Regions from separate parts of the Sus scrofa genome. Here region 2 is linked to region 1. Evidence: chromatin contacts called from public Hi-C data. All regions are on one chromosome and are shown on one strand. The core of a region is the stretch at or near the end of the contact, and the rest is flanking DNA. Distances in the headings are between cores, read along the strand shown.

Region 1 (7,052 bases), core at 3,780-6,279:
GTCAGTTCTGTTTCCTCTTTCTGTTATGAAAGGCACCTGTCACCCGTCTGAACTCTGCTTGTTTTTGGTGGTCTTCCCCTGCCCTCTGTCTCACTCGGTGTCTCTGTGGGAACACACCAGAGTTTAATTAACAAGGCCCGGCTAGCTGGCACTTGGATTGTTGAAATCTCTGTTATTTAAGCTCTGTTGCAACAGAATAGTTGCCTAATTTATGCAGTAAAGGGCCAGGTGCCCTGTGGGCACTTCCTTGGGTTGACTGACACCCCCTTTCTCCGGACCCACTCAGAGGAGGCCTAGAGGGCCTGCGTATAGTCCTCTGTGCAGCATGAGGGGAAGCAGGGTCTTGTTTTTTTGGGTTTTTTTTTTCTGCTTTTTTAGGGCCACACCCGAGGCACATGGAGGTTCTTAGGCCAGGGGTCTAATCGGAGCTGCAGCCACCGGCCTACACCACAGCCACAGCAACACCAGATCCAAACTGCATCTGCAACCTACACCACAGCTCTCCGCAATGCCAGATCCTCAACCCGCTGAGCGAGGTCAGGGATGGAACCCACAACCTCATGATTCCTAGTCAGATTCGCTTCCACTGCACCACAACAGGAACTCCTTGCTTTTTTTTTTTCCTTTCTCTTTTTGGTTGCTCCCGTGGCATGTGGAAGTTCCCAGGCCAGGGAATCAAACCCACTCCCTGAGCTACTGCAGTGATCCTTAACCTGTTGCATCACAAGAGAACGCCAAGGGTCTTGCTTTAGAAGTCAAAGGCCTGGTCCAGACAGGGTAGAGATAGAAATGGAAAAAATATATGTAAATATTTTGATGAAAAAAATAAGGACCTAGAAAATTTTCTGTAGACAAGAGCTTCCTGCAACACTGTCTGCTCAGAAAGGGGTTGGAAGGTGAGGGGTCAGTGCGTCTGTCAGCCTGTGAGCTCCGGGAATGGCCTCTGCCTACCCCCTCGGTCCTCTGCGCCCCCAACCCTCCCCTTATGCTGGAAGCTGTATCTGAGATCACAGCCCTCTTCCAGAAAAGCCTGCCTTTCTTCACCCGGAATAACGCACCCCAGGCCAACTGTGACACAGCTGCCTAGAGCGAAGGAGAATGAGGCCAGAGCCCTCGGAAGAAGGCAGCAGGGCTGTGAGCTCCCATTCCAGAGGATTCTGCCCAGCAGACTGGGAGACCCTGGGAGATGAGGGGTTGGGTGGGGTTGCATTTAGGGAGGTCAATGTGGGAAAGGGAACAGTGCTGGTCCCAGAAGACTGAGCGCCAGCCTGGGGCCTCTGCCACCTTGGCTGGTGCTCTGACCCTTGTCCAGTGGCTCACATGGCCTCTGGGCCTAATTTTATCACTGTGGGTGTTGGGTTGGGTGTTTTCTTAGTGGCTTTTTCTGAGAGTCCCGTTCTTTTCTGCTCTTGGAAGGTTTACCTGGCAGTGAGAATCTGTGGTCCGGGAAGGCAACAGGAAGGTGGCTGGAGGGGAAGGTGTCATCCTCTGAGTTAAAACCAAACTTGAGGAGTTCCTGTCGTGGCGCAGTGGTTAACGAATCCGACTAGGAACCATGAGGTTGCGGGTTCGGTCCCTGCCCTTGCTCAGTGGGTTAATGATCCGGTGTTGCCGTGAGCTGTGGTGTAGATTGCAGACGCGGCTCGGATCCCGCGTTGCTGTGGCTCTGGCGTAGGATGGTGGCTATAGCTCCGATTGGACCCCTAGCCTGGGAACCTCCATATGCCGCGGGAGCGGCCCAAGAAATAGCAAAAAAAAAAAAACAAAAAAACCCCAAACTTGAGTTCATCTTATCAGGAAAGCCATGGTGGGCGAGGACTCGACGGAAGGCCTGTCCTGGTGGAGAGCAGGTGTCACTGAGTCCAGCACCTCTGCAGGATCCATCACTGCTCTTTTTTTTTTTTTTTTTTTTAACGTCTCCTTTGTTTTCTTCTGTTTCTTCAAATTTATTTGGTGAGGGAACAAGTCATCTGTCCTGCAGGGCCCTCCCGGTCTGGAAGTGACTGCCTCCCACGGAATTCCTTACCGCCTCCTTGGCCCTCATAGCCTGTAAAGAGGTGGCTGGACCTCGAGTCTTTCCCAGGACTGTTTCTGAGTCCCGCCAGCACACTCCCGCACCGGTGAAGGGTGGCTGCGCTCAGCTGTGCCCTCCAGAGCTGGAGACGCAGGGCAGCTGCCAGGTCCCATGGTTATGGCCTGGGAGGGGCAACTCCTCCCGGGAGGACAGTCAGACTTCCCAGGAACCTCCCCTCCTGCCTGGCCCCCCTTGCCGCCCCCTCCTTGTGAGGCTGGGGGGCTGCAGGAGCTGGCTGGCCAAGGCTGAGCTGACAGGTCGGGCCCCTGGTTCTGCTCAGAGGCTCCCTGGGGGCCAGTGGCAGGAGGCTGGAGGGTGGAGCTGCAGTGACAACTGCTCCCTGTTCCCTGGGGACTCTGCAGGGGAGGGGTGGGCAAGGAGCCATGCTGGGGGGATCCTGGCACTGCCTAGACCTGGACGTGCAGTGTGGCCTGGGGACCTGCCCCAGGGAGCCTTGAAGTGCTCAGAAGGGCTGGGAGCAGAGGTCAAGGAAGGGCCACCAGGCTTTGAGCAGGGACAGGTGGATTCCTTAAGCACCCAGCCCAGGGACTCACTTGGACACTACCCGCTTCCAAAATGCTTAGAACCGCCCTCCTCCACCGTCTCCTTCCTCCTCCTTTTTTTCCCACTCCTCTCCCTGCTGGGGTTTGAAAGATTTCTTGATCAATCCTGCCTCTTCCTTTTCTCTCCTCTCCCCCGGTCCTGCCTTCTTCTCTCCCATCACTCCCTCCCTGACTTTTATGGTTCTTTCCCCTCAGAGATCACACTGGACAGATGGACAGCGCAGGCAGAGGGGATGGGGTGGTTTGCCAGGCTGCGCTGTTCCCACTTCCCAAGTCTCCGGGCCTGGAGAGGACAGCTCGGCCCTCAAGACGGCCAAGCCTCCCATGCCCAGGCCACCTGCCTCTCTTGGCTGGCGTCCTGGTGCGGGTGGTGAGGATGGACACGGGAAGGGACAGGAGGACATGGCAACGACAAGACACACTGGTGGTCAGGGGAGCTGGGAGCATCTGAGCAGGAACGGGGCTGTGATGGGGACTCGTCAGTGTGACCAGGCGGCTCCCTGAGTTCATCTACTTATGGAAGAAATTTGTGGAACTCATAGACAGGCCCGGGGGGCAGCAATCACCCTTCCACCCTCTCCCACTGGACCCCACTGCTGCATGGGGCCCAGGGAAGCAAGACCATCCAGGAATCAAACTACCCTCAGCCCAGGATTAACACGGCCCCGTCCTCTGCCTGACTTTTCCAAGCAGGGGAGACAGGTGGGCCTGGGAACACAGAGGAGAGCACTGACCTTGTGCTGGGAGCTCTGGTGGGAACTAAGTTCTGAGCCCTCAGCGCCACCCCCCCCACCAGGCCTTTACTCTGCTCCTGCCATAGTCTGCTAGTGCCTCCAACTCTCCTTTTTTTTTTTTTTTTTTTTTTTTTTGTCTTTTCTAGGGCCGCGCCCACAGCATATGGAGGTTCCCAGGTTAGGGGTCGAACCTGAGCTGTAGCTGCCGGCCTATACCAGAGCCACAGCAACGCGGGATCCAAGCCGAGCCTGCAACCTACCCCACAGCTCACGGCAACACCGGATCCTTAACCCACTGATCGAGGCCAGGGATCAAACCTGCAACCTCATGGTTCCTAGTCGGATTCGTTAACCACTGTGCCATGACGGGAACTCCCAACTCTCCCTCTTTAATAACACTCTCCCTGGCTGTTACAAAAAGAGTAGCAAGTGTTGGTGGGGAACAGAGAACTTTTGTGTGCTGTTGGTGGGAATGTAAACTGGTATAGCCGCTGTGAAAAAAAGTATGGAGATTCCTCAGAAAAATTTAAAATAAAACTAATGTACAATTCAGTAATCCCACTTCTGGATATTTGTCCAAAGAAAATGAAAACATTAACTTAAAAAGATACATGCAACCCAATGTTCATAGCAGCACCATTTACAAGAGCCAGGATGTGGGAGCAAACTAAGCATCCATCAATAGATAAATGGGCTCTTGGCCTTAGTGCCATCTTCTGAGAAACCTCTGTGCCATGACAGCAAAGTGCAGGAAGAAGCGAATGCGAGGCTGCAGCACAAAAGAACAAAGAGGAGGCAGAGGTCCGAGTAAACTTGTACATCTGCAGAAGCCGCAGGAGCAGAAACAAGGAAAGCCCAGAGGCCAGGGACGCTGGTACAATTTGTTGGGCTGCATGCCTTCTGTCTAGAACTTGTCTCAGTGGATCCAGAACAACTTTTCACCATTCTGAGCCCCTCGGCCACTTTGAGACCCACCTTGCTCACAGCAAAATGATCCCTTTTAGTATTTTGTCCTGGACCTGTGACATTCTGGACTAGTTCTGTTCCCAGTTGTGGCTGAACGTAACACATTACAATAAATTACCTCCTCTCTTACCAAGAAAAAAAAAAGATAAATGGACGAAGAGATACACACACACACACACACACACGCACATATATATACGTTATATATGTATGTATACATATACATACATATATAATGGAATATTATTCAGCCACAAAAAAGAAGGAAATGCTGCATTTAGCATCAACGTGGATGGATGGCCCTTTAGGTTATTATGTTTAATGAAGTAAGTCAGAGAAAACAAATACTGTATGAGGTCACTTACATGCGGACTCTAAGAAACAAAATAACCAAGCTCATAGATCCAGAAAACAGGAGAAAGAGTGGTGGCTGCCAGATATGAGGGTTAGGAGTTGGTTAAAAGTGTGAGAAAGTTAAAGGGTATAAACTTCCAGTTATACGACCACGCCCACACGCGTAAGGCAGAGACCGAAGCGGGACTACAGCTCCCGAGATGCCCTGCGAGCACCCCCGCCCCCTTCCCGCCCCCAATACTGGATGGGACTACAGCTCCCAGGTGCCCCAGGCGCCACTGGCCGATGATTGGCCGCGCGGCGGGCCGGGCGTGCGCGGTGCGCGCAGGTGGCGGCCCATGGCTGCGTTCGGCGAGGTGGTGGCGCGGCGGGCGCCCGGGCTGTGGTGGCGGGCGGCTTGCGGGGCGGCGCGCGGGGCCGCGGGGCTCGGGGGCCGCCATTTGGCGAGCGGCGGCGCGCAGGTGAGGGCGGCGGGCGGGCGGGCAGGGCAGGAGGCCCTGTGGCCTCGTGGACCGTGCTCTGATGTCCGGCCTCCAGGACATCACTCCCACCGTCCCCGCAGTGTCCGCGTGTAGTGACGTCACGTCCTTTGGTCCCCGCCGCGTAGCCGCCGCCCGGGGCACCGCGTGACTCTGTCACTCGCGGGGCCGGACCTGGGCACGCGGGCCTCGGTGACCCGCCAGTCGGAACGTGCAGAAGACCGCGGCCCCGGCCCGCGGGTTCTCACAGTTCCCGACTCTCCAAGGGTGAGAGTGGGAGGGTGGAAGAAGGGGATGCGCACCTGCCCGGCGGTTTACTACCTGTGTGACTTAAGGCCGATTTCCGCCCTCCCTCGCTGTCCGTGGAGGACTCCTAGACCTGAAGGTGCTGGCGTCCCACAGACGCCTGGCATCCGCGGATCCCCCATCCACCAACAGCCATGGCTTGTGAAGTTTACGATCACCAGTTGGTTGGATCCACGTGTGAGGAGCCCACAGCTGTGGGGGCTGAATGTATATTTGTTGAAATAAATCCCCCCTATAAGTGGATCCGCCCAGTTCAAACGTGGTCAAGGGTCGAGGGTACGGCCCCCAGGGGACTCCCCAAATTAATCTTAAAACCATGCTTTTTATTTAATCTATTTTATTTTATTTTTTTTAGGGCTGCGCAAGTGGCATATGGAGGTTCCCAGGCCAGAGTTCGAATCAGCTACAGCCGCTGGCCTACACCACAGCCATAGCTATGGAGGAGCTGAGCTGCGTCTGTGACCTACACCACAGCTCAGGCAAGGCGGGATCCTTCACCCACTGAGGGAGGCCAGGGATTGAACCTGTTCGTTTCTTTTGCACCACAAAGGGATCTCCCCTCTGCCATGCTTTTTAAAAGTATAGTTTATTTACAGTGTTGTGTTGCTTTCTGGTGTACAGCAAAGTGATTCAGTTATACATATATTATATATATAAAATATATGTATACTATTTAAGAATATTTTCCTTTATAGATTATTACAAGATATTGAACATAGTTCCCTGTGCCATACAGTAGGACCTTGTTTATCTATTTTATATGTAGTAGAAAACCACACGTTTTATCACTACCACAAATATGGACTTTTTTTCCCCTTTGTCTTTTTAGGCCCGAACCTGAGACATATGGAAGTTCCTAGACTAGGAGTGGAATTGGAGCTGCTGCCAATGCCACAGCCACAACACCATATCTGAGCTGAGTCTTCCACCTACACCACAGCTTACAGCAACGCCAGATCCCCAACCCACTTAGCGGGGCCAGGGATTGAACTTGAGGCCTCATGGACACTAGTCAATTTTGTTACCACTGAGCCATAACAGAAACTCCACATATATGGACTTAACTCAGAGCTGGCTTAATACCCAGGACAAGTTACAAAAAACTTGAAGTGATAAAGAAGAAAAATGAGAATATAGATGCAGAAAAAAATAAAACGAAAAATGAAAAGAGAATGAAAATTCTTATTTCCTTTTCTCTAGGTAACTTCACTTAAACAAAAATTAATAGACTTTTTTTAGACCAGTTTTAAGTTTTCAGAAAGCCGAGCAGCAAGTGTAGAGAAGTCACACCTGTACATCCCTCCCCGCGTCCCTTCTGTGAAGCATCTCATGGAGTGTGGAGTCGCTGCATCCGATGCGCCTTTGCTTCCCAGGTCCTGGGTGCCTGGTTCTCTGTGTGCTCACCTGAGGGCCACAGGTGGTCATCCCGCACTACACAGTAATAGATGAGGGAGTGTCACAGATACTGCTCAACTGTCCTGAAACTTTCTTGTTCTAAGTGGCAGGATCTGCGGGTCTTTCTAAGCAAATCTTACGACTGTTTACGATATGGCCCCTAAGACCAGTAGTTTAATTT
Region 2 (6,678 bases), core at 2,601-5,100, 200 kb before region 1:
AGATATAGCTCATATTTAAAATACCCAAAAATCTTATATAATTTTCAATCAGGGCACACAAAACACAGAAGGGGAAGAAGGTGCCTTTCTTAAGAACAGGATATGGATGTATTTCAAATGCTCCCTATGCCCATTATTGCCCCACTTCACCAAAAAAACAGATGAACCAAAAGGATTTCTGATGAATGTATGACTTATTTGGTCTGGACAGGTATCCCAGGTGTGTGCCCCCAGAGGAACAAACTCCAACAGAGCAGCACTTGAGGTTGTGGCAGCTTCACCCGCCATCGCTAGGTCTGAGGTGGCTAGATTGGCCACCCCCTCACCCCTCAACCCAAGCCCTGAGACCTCAGCAGAGAGGGCCCTGAGCTGCATGTAGTCATTCAAGCAGAGAGAACCGAGACATCACAAATCTGGACTGACTCCTGGTGGGTGAAAAGCAAAGGCCCGTACCCTCCTCCCGAGACAAGATAAGGGGTCCACACCCCTTGCCCAGTGCACTTCTGTAAAGGGTGTGCATGTGTGCGGGGTGTGTGTGTGGGGGGTAGGTCAAAGTCCTTGGGAATTCTTATAAATATTTCATTTTTGCCAAGTCACATTTCAGACCTCAGGAGTTCCCGCTGTGGTGCACTGGGATCGGTGGCATCTTGGGAGCGCTGGGACACAGGCTCAATCCCCAACCCGGCACAGTGGGTTAAGGATTCAGCATTGTCTCAGCTACCATTTAAGCGGAAACTGTGGCTCAGATCTGATCCCTGGCCTGGGAACTCCATATGCCACGGAGCAGCCAAAAAAAAAAAAAAAAAAAAAAAAATAAAGCTCAGGACATAAAACCAGTGACTAATGTGATTGCATTTTGGCTGGTGACAAAGAAAACAGGAGCCTATGGTCAGTCCTGTATCAGCGGGGAATCAGTACACAGAAAGGCAGACAAACCAAAAGAGAGATGAAACTACAAGAGAATAAGATATTGTCACGAGAGCACGGCATGGATTCCCATAGTGACAGTGGTCATGACTGTATATACACTGTTATGATCAACAGGAGTCCCCAAACCAGCCACTATCCTAACACTGGCTTCTCCTAATTTTTGCTCAAAAGAGAGGGCCGCCTGACAGCTACACACCTTGAGAAGATCGAAGACATCATCAGCATCCAACCGGTAATCACAGAGGCGGTGAAGGATCTCCACGCGGGTGCGCAGAGGCAGGTCTTGGAAACGGGCTTCCCTCAGCGGGTTGGGCTTCCTTCCTCCAGCTCCCAGCGGTAGTTGATGATGTCCTCCAGGTAGCTGTGGAATGTCTGAGGCCTATCCCAGGCCCCAAGGACAGAGATCCATGAATACAAAACAGAGAGGGGCAAATGCTGTGCATCTTCCACAGCAGCAGAACTCAAAGTCACAGGAAGGCCAGGGGGACACTGGGGGCCCTGGAGGAAGCGCCATTTTATGACGTCACCTCCTTGCACCTGAAACCATCAAGACCCAACACCATCTATATGTAAGAAGATTTCTCAAAGAACAGGTTGCTTTACATTAAACCACAGACTGCACACTCTGGTGAAATAGCAGAAAGTCACAGTCATCAGTAGGAGAGACCGAAACTGAGGCCACACCTTAGCTCCTCTCATACAACTGAAGATCCTACGGACCCCGGGGGGACACCCAGGCAATGAAAAGAATCCCATGTCTGCCTGGCTCAGTCCTTTTCTATTTCAGGTTATGATGCACAGGTGGAGGAGTTCCTGACATGGTGCAGTGGGTTAAGGATCTGGCATCATCTCTGCAGCGGCTGCTGAGGTGTGGGTTCGGTCCCGGGCCTGGGGACTTCCACATGCCATGGGTGAGCCAAAAAAACCAAAAAAAAAAAAAAAACAAAAAAAAAACCCCACACCATGGTGGAAGAACCTGCTGCAGAATGTAAGCGGCTACTCTATTGTGCACACCTAACTATGCTTTCGTGGGCTATTACACGGTACCAAACACCGTACTCTAAACCTGAGGTAATTTTTCTATAGAAAACATTTAGGACAGGCTTATGACTTAAATTTCTAGTTGTACCTAAATATGCCTTGTATATAGTATAATAAAATGCTATTTAATTGAGAGATAGTTATTCTATATCTAATCCATGACAGAATCTGCATATAATTTCATCTGTTTGATTTAAAAATATTTTTCTCAGCTCCCGTCGTAGTACAGTGGTTAACGAATCTGACTAGGAACCATGAGGTTGAGGGTTCGATCCCTGGCACTGCTCAGTGGGTTAAGGATCTGGTGTTGGCATGAGCTGTGATACAGGTCGGAGACGCGGCTCAGATCCCACGTTGCTGTGGCTGTGGTGTAGGCCGGCGGCTACAGCTCCATTCAGACCCCTAGCCTGGGAAGCTCCACATGCTGCAGATGCGGCCCTAGAAAAGGCAAAAAAAAAAAAAAAAAAAAAAAAAAAAAAAAAAATTCCCACGATTTTTCTTTTTCTTTTTTTTTTGCTTTTTTAGGGCTGTACCTACGGCATATGGAGGCTCCCAAGCTAGAGGTCTAATCATAATAGCTGCAGCTGTTGGCCTACAACACAGCCACAGCAATGCCGGATCCGAGCCGCGTCTGTGACCTACACCACAGCTCACGGCAACGCCAGATCCTTAACCCACTGAGCAGTGCCAGGGCGAACCCGCAACCTCATGATTCCTAGTCAGATTCATTTCTGCTGCGCCACAACAGGAACTCCTCATTATATCATTATATGTGGAATCTAAAACATGGCACAAATGAAACTGTCTACAAAACAGAAACAGACTCACAGACATAGAGAACACACTTGTTGCCAAGGGGGAGGGGCGGGACTGGGAGTTTGGGGTTAGTAGATGCAAATTATTGCATTTAGAATGGATAAGCAATGAGGTCCCACTGTATAACAATGAGAACTTGAAATAAAACAGGGTGCTTTTCCATACAGGAGTATGAAGACGACATGCAGCTTCTAGAACATCTCGTGCACACCAAGTACCCTAAGAGACAGGCGTGTTTTTCCTGCAGTAAAGTGAAATGTGGTCACTTCGAGGATAGCAGGAGGCGATGAAGCACAAGCACCCCAGCCCTGTGAACAATGTCTCAGAGCTGCACGCCCAACCTTCCCTCCCCCATGTCCTATCATCTACTCAGTTCTGATGACATCACTTTTGCTAAAACAGAAATTCCATATGCCCTCTAAACACCACTCCCCCAACAGATGCTAAAGGACTTAACGATTCAAGCACTTGCTTCCCACGTAATGAAGATAACCCCCCTACAAATCTTTCTCTTAAAGGTCAGAAATTTGGAGTTCCCGTCATGCTGCAGCAGAAACAAATCCAACTAGGAACCATGAGGTTGCAGGTTCAATCCCTGGCTTCAGTGGGTTAAGGATCCAGCATTGCCGTGAGCTGTGGTGTAGGTTGCAGACTCAGCTTGGATCCCATATTGCTGTGGCTCTGGTGTAGGCTGGAGGCTACAGCTCCGATTAGACCCCTAGCCTGGGAACCTCCCATGCCACCAGTGCAGCCCTAAAAAGGCAAAAGACAAAAGAGAAAAAAATAAAAGAAGAAAAAAAAAAAAAAAAGAAAGAAAAGAAAAAAAAATTTTGAGGGCAAAGTGGCCAAGGTCATTTGAGACAAAAGGGCTCAGCAGGCCAAAAAACTGGGCAAATACTTTCTACTTACTAGCTCTTAATCTTCTGTAGGAAGCAAAACTCATTTGGAATCTGATAAACTCAGCTCTCCCCCTCAGAAAAGTGAATACACACAATTCTGTGAGCTGCTCAGATGAGTAAGGGCCAGGACCAGGGCTGGGACTAGAGCTGGACAGAGCTGCTAAACCTGATGCAACCTTTCAAATTTCCCAGACTAGACTGCCTGGAACATTCACTGACTTAGTCATACACTCAGCTCCGAGCAATTCTCTTAATGACTCAACACCTCTCCCCTTTCTGAAGTTACTCGAGTTAAGTCATCCTTTCAGTAGAACATGGGAACAAAAAGATGAAATGAACTTGAGGCTCTGAATAACGTGAGCAGGTCGGAGAGAGGGAACACCATCTTTCCACATTCCCAGAGTCGGCATTTCTTAGAAACTCAGCAGAGAATTTCTTGGTTTGGAGTTCCCGTCGCGGCGCAGTGGTTAACGAATCCGACTAGGAACCATGAGGTTGCGGGTTCGATCCCTGGCCTCGCTCAGTGGGTTAACGATCCGGCGTTGCCGTGAGCTGTGGTGTAGGTTGCAGACGCGGCTCGGATCCTGCGTTGCTGTGGCTCTGGCGTAGGCCGGTGGCTACAGCTCTGATTCGACCCCTAGCCTGGGAACCTCCATATGCCGCGGGAGCGGCCCAAGAAATAGCAACAACAACAACAACAAAAGACAAAAAAAAAAAAAAAAAAAAAGAATTTCTTGGTTTGCTTCAGACAGAACAAGCTTGACTGTGAGACCCAGGGTTCCCAGGGGTCAGTATACCTCTTGTGGAGCAGGCCGATGGGAACTCGCTGGAGCTGGCAGAACTCTCGATAACGCAAGGAAGCAGACTTAAAGATCACAAGTAGAAAGAAGGCTCCTGCATGAGTTCAGAGACATGAAAGAAAGAGTCCCTGGTGTCCATGTGCAGGGAGCACCACAGGCGCCACAGTGGAGACTAAATTATATTCTCCCATGTGATATAGCTACTTGTGGAGCAGATGAAATACACATGTGCAGTGAGGCCCCATTTAACAGGAGTAGTGGACTGAGATAAAGAGTGAATCAACAGGTAAAAGGCTCTGAGAACATCTTATAAGACATTACTGCTAAACATCATGAAAAGAATAAGACCAAAATGATTATAGACTATCTCTTCTGTAAGACTATATAGTGGCTGCCATGCCCAACATATTCTGAAATCAACCTGATAGCAGGATAAGTAAAAAAATCATGACAATTTCAAATTAAAAAAAATATGACTAAGATATATAAAAATATATCTTTTGGGAGTTCCTGCTGTGGTGCAGAGGAACAAATTCGACTAGTATCCATGAGGGTGCGAGTTCCATGCCTGGCCTTGCTCAAGGTCAGGGATCTGGCACTGCCATGCTCTGTGGTATAGGTCGAAGATGCAGCTTGGATCCCATGTTGCTATGGCTGTGGCGTAGGCTGGCAGCTGCAGCTCCGATTCGACCCCTAGCCTGGGAACTTCCACATGCTGCAGGTGTGGTCCTAAAAAGCAAAAAACAAAACAAACAAACAAAAACCTTTTAGCAGGGAAATATCTATATAACACAGATTTTACTTCTGTACATGAGTGTTTATGTTGGGTAACAAAGAAGAGTATTATTAGTCATCTGGAAATAAACATATAATAATCTTTAAAAAGATAAAGAACTTTTTTAATGGAAGCCAAATGGGACCATAAATACTATTTGTAAGAACTGAAGGGTCTGGAGTGTCAGGGTTTTTTTTTGTTTGTTTGTTTATTTGTTTGCTTTTTAGGGCCGTTCTTGCTGCATATGGAGGTTCCCAGGCTAGGGGTCTAATAGAAGCTACAGGTGCCAGCCTATACCAGAGCCACAGCAATACCAAATCTGAGCTGCATCTGCAACCTACACCACAGCTCACAGCAATGCCGGATCCTTAACCCACTGAGCGAGGCCAGGGATCCATCCTACAACCTCATGGTTCCTAGTCAGATTTGTTTCTGCTGTACCATGATGGAGTTTCCAGTTTAAGGTACAATAAGAATCCTGAAGACCTTCTGATAATATAAGGACGCATATTGCTGGTCCTAGAATCATGCATGCACACACGCGCACACCCCCCCCAAATAAGCCTATAGAAGAAATACATCAGCTCGGATCTGCTGCTGCTTGACACAGGCCAGCAGCTGCAGCACTAAATCAACCCCTAGCCTGGGAACTTCCATAGGCTGCAGGTGTGGTCGTAAAAAAAAAAAAAAAAAAAAAAAAAGAATCAAGGAGGACAAAGATCTCAAAACTACTACCAACCTGACCTGACATTTGCAGAATACTATGCATAAAAACCACAGAATATATAGCCTTTCTAAGTGCATATGAACTGTTCACCAATGTAAACCATATGCTGGGATATAAGTCTCAATAAGCTTCAGCAGACTGAAGTTTCATAAAACACATTATCTGAACATATGGAATTAAATTGAAAATTACTAAGATAACCAGAAATTAAATTAATACATACACTTTTAAAAATGTCTAGTTTGCATACTTTGAAAAACATTTTTGGGGGGACCATTTTTGGCTGCCCTGCAGCATATGGAGTTTCCAGGCCAAGGATCAGATTTGAGCCAGTTTCTGGCCTATACCACAGCTGCAGCCACACTGACTCCTTTAACCCACTGTGCCGGGCTGGCAATCAAACCTGTGTCCTAGTGCTTCTCCCACTTCACCACAAAAGGAACTCCTGTATACTTTTTTAAGAAGATTTTTTCATCACCAGGCTTAGAATTATTAGGTTTTTGTTTGTTTTATTTTGGGGGGGAGGTGGGGGTAAACTCATGGCATGTGGAATTTTCTGGGCTAAGAACTGAACCTGCGCCACAGCAGCAACCCAAGCCACAGCAGTGACAACACCAGATCATTAACAAGCTGTGCCCAGGGGAACTCATTAATAACACTTTCAATAACCCATGGATCATAAAAAGAAAT

Evidence for each region. A called contact is a pair of places that touch in the nucleus more often than the background predicts.
Region 2: a Hi-C map of embryonic fibroblasts shows a contact between it and region 1, with 2.4 times the contacts expected there. The contact joins the enhancer-like site here to the promoter of HDHD5 in region 1. A contact is called at or near these places in 2 of 5 promoter capture datasets (fetal liver and liver), 23 of 47 Hi-C or Micro-C datasets (adipose tissue, alveolar macrophages, brain and 13 more) and 1 of 2 datasets of contacts at active chromatin or transcription factors (skeletal muscle).

Annotation. Positions count from the first base shown.
Region 1 is chr5:69,510,536-69,517,587 of Sscrofa11.1, reverse strand. It overlaps HDHD5 (cat eye syndrome critical region protein 5), which reads left to right and starts at 5,029. Exons shown (of 10, transcript XM_021092501.1): 1 at 5,029-5,152. The coding sequence starts at 5,030.
Region 2 is chr5:69,707,978-69,714,655 of Sscrofa11.1, reverse strand. It overlaps LOC100737051 (cat eye syndrome critical region protein 2), which reads right to left. Exons shown (of 19, transcript XM_021092503.1): 3 at 1,248-1,309; 4 at 1,127-1,245. Among named protein-coding and RNA genes, the nearest start is that of ATP6V1E1, 61 kb to the left of the region's middle. Within about 2 kb of position 3,850, at least 8 of the 83 cell types and tissues checked have an H3K27ac peak or open chromatin away from gene starts, as enhancers often do. A contact at or near this core is called in alveolar macrophages and embryonic fibroblasts, where this site is marked.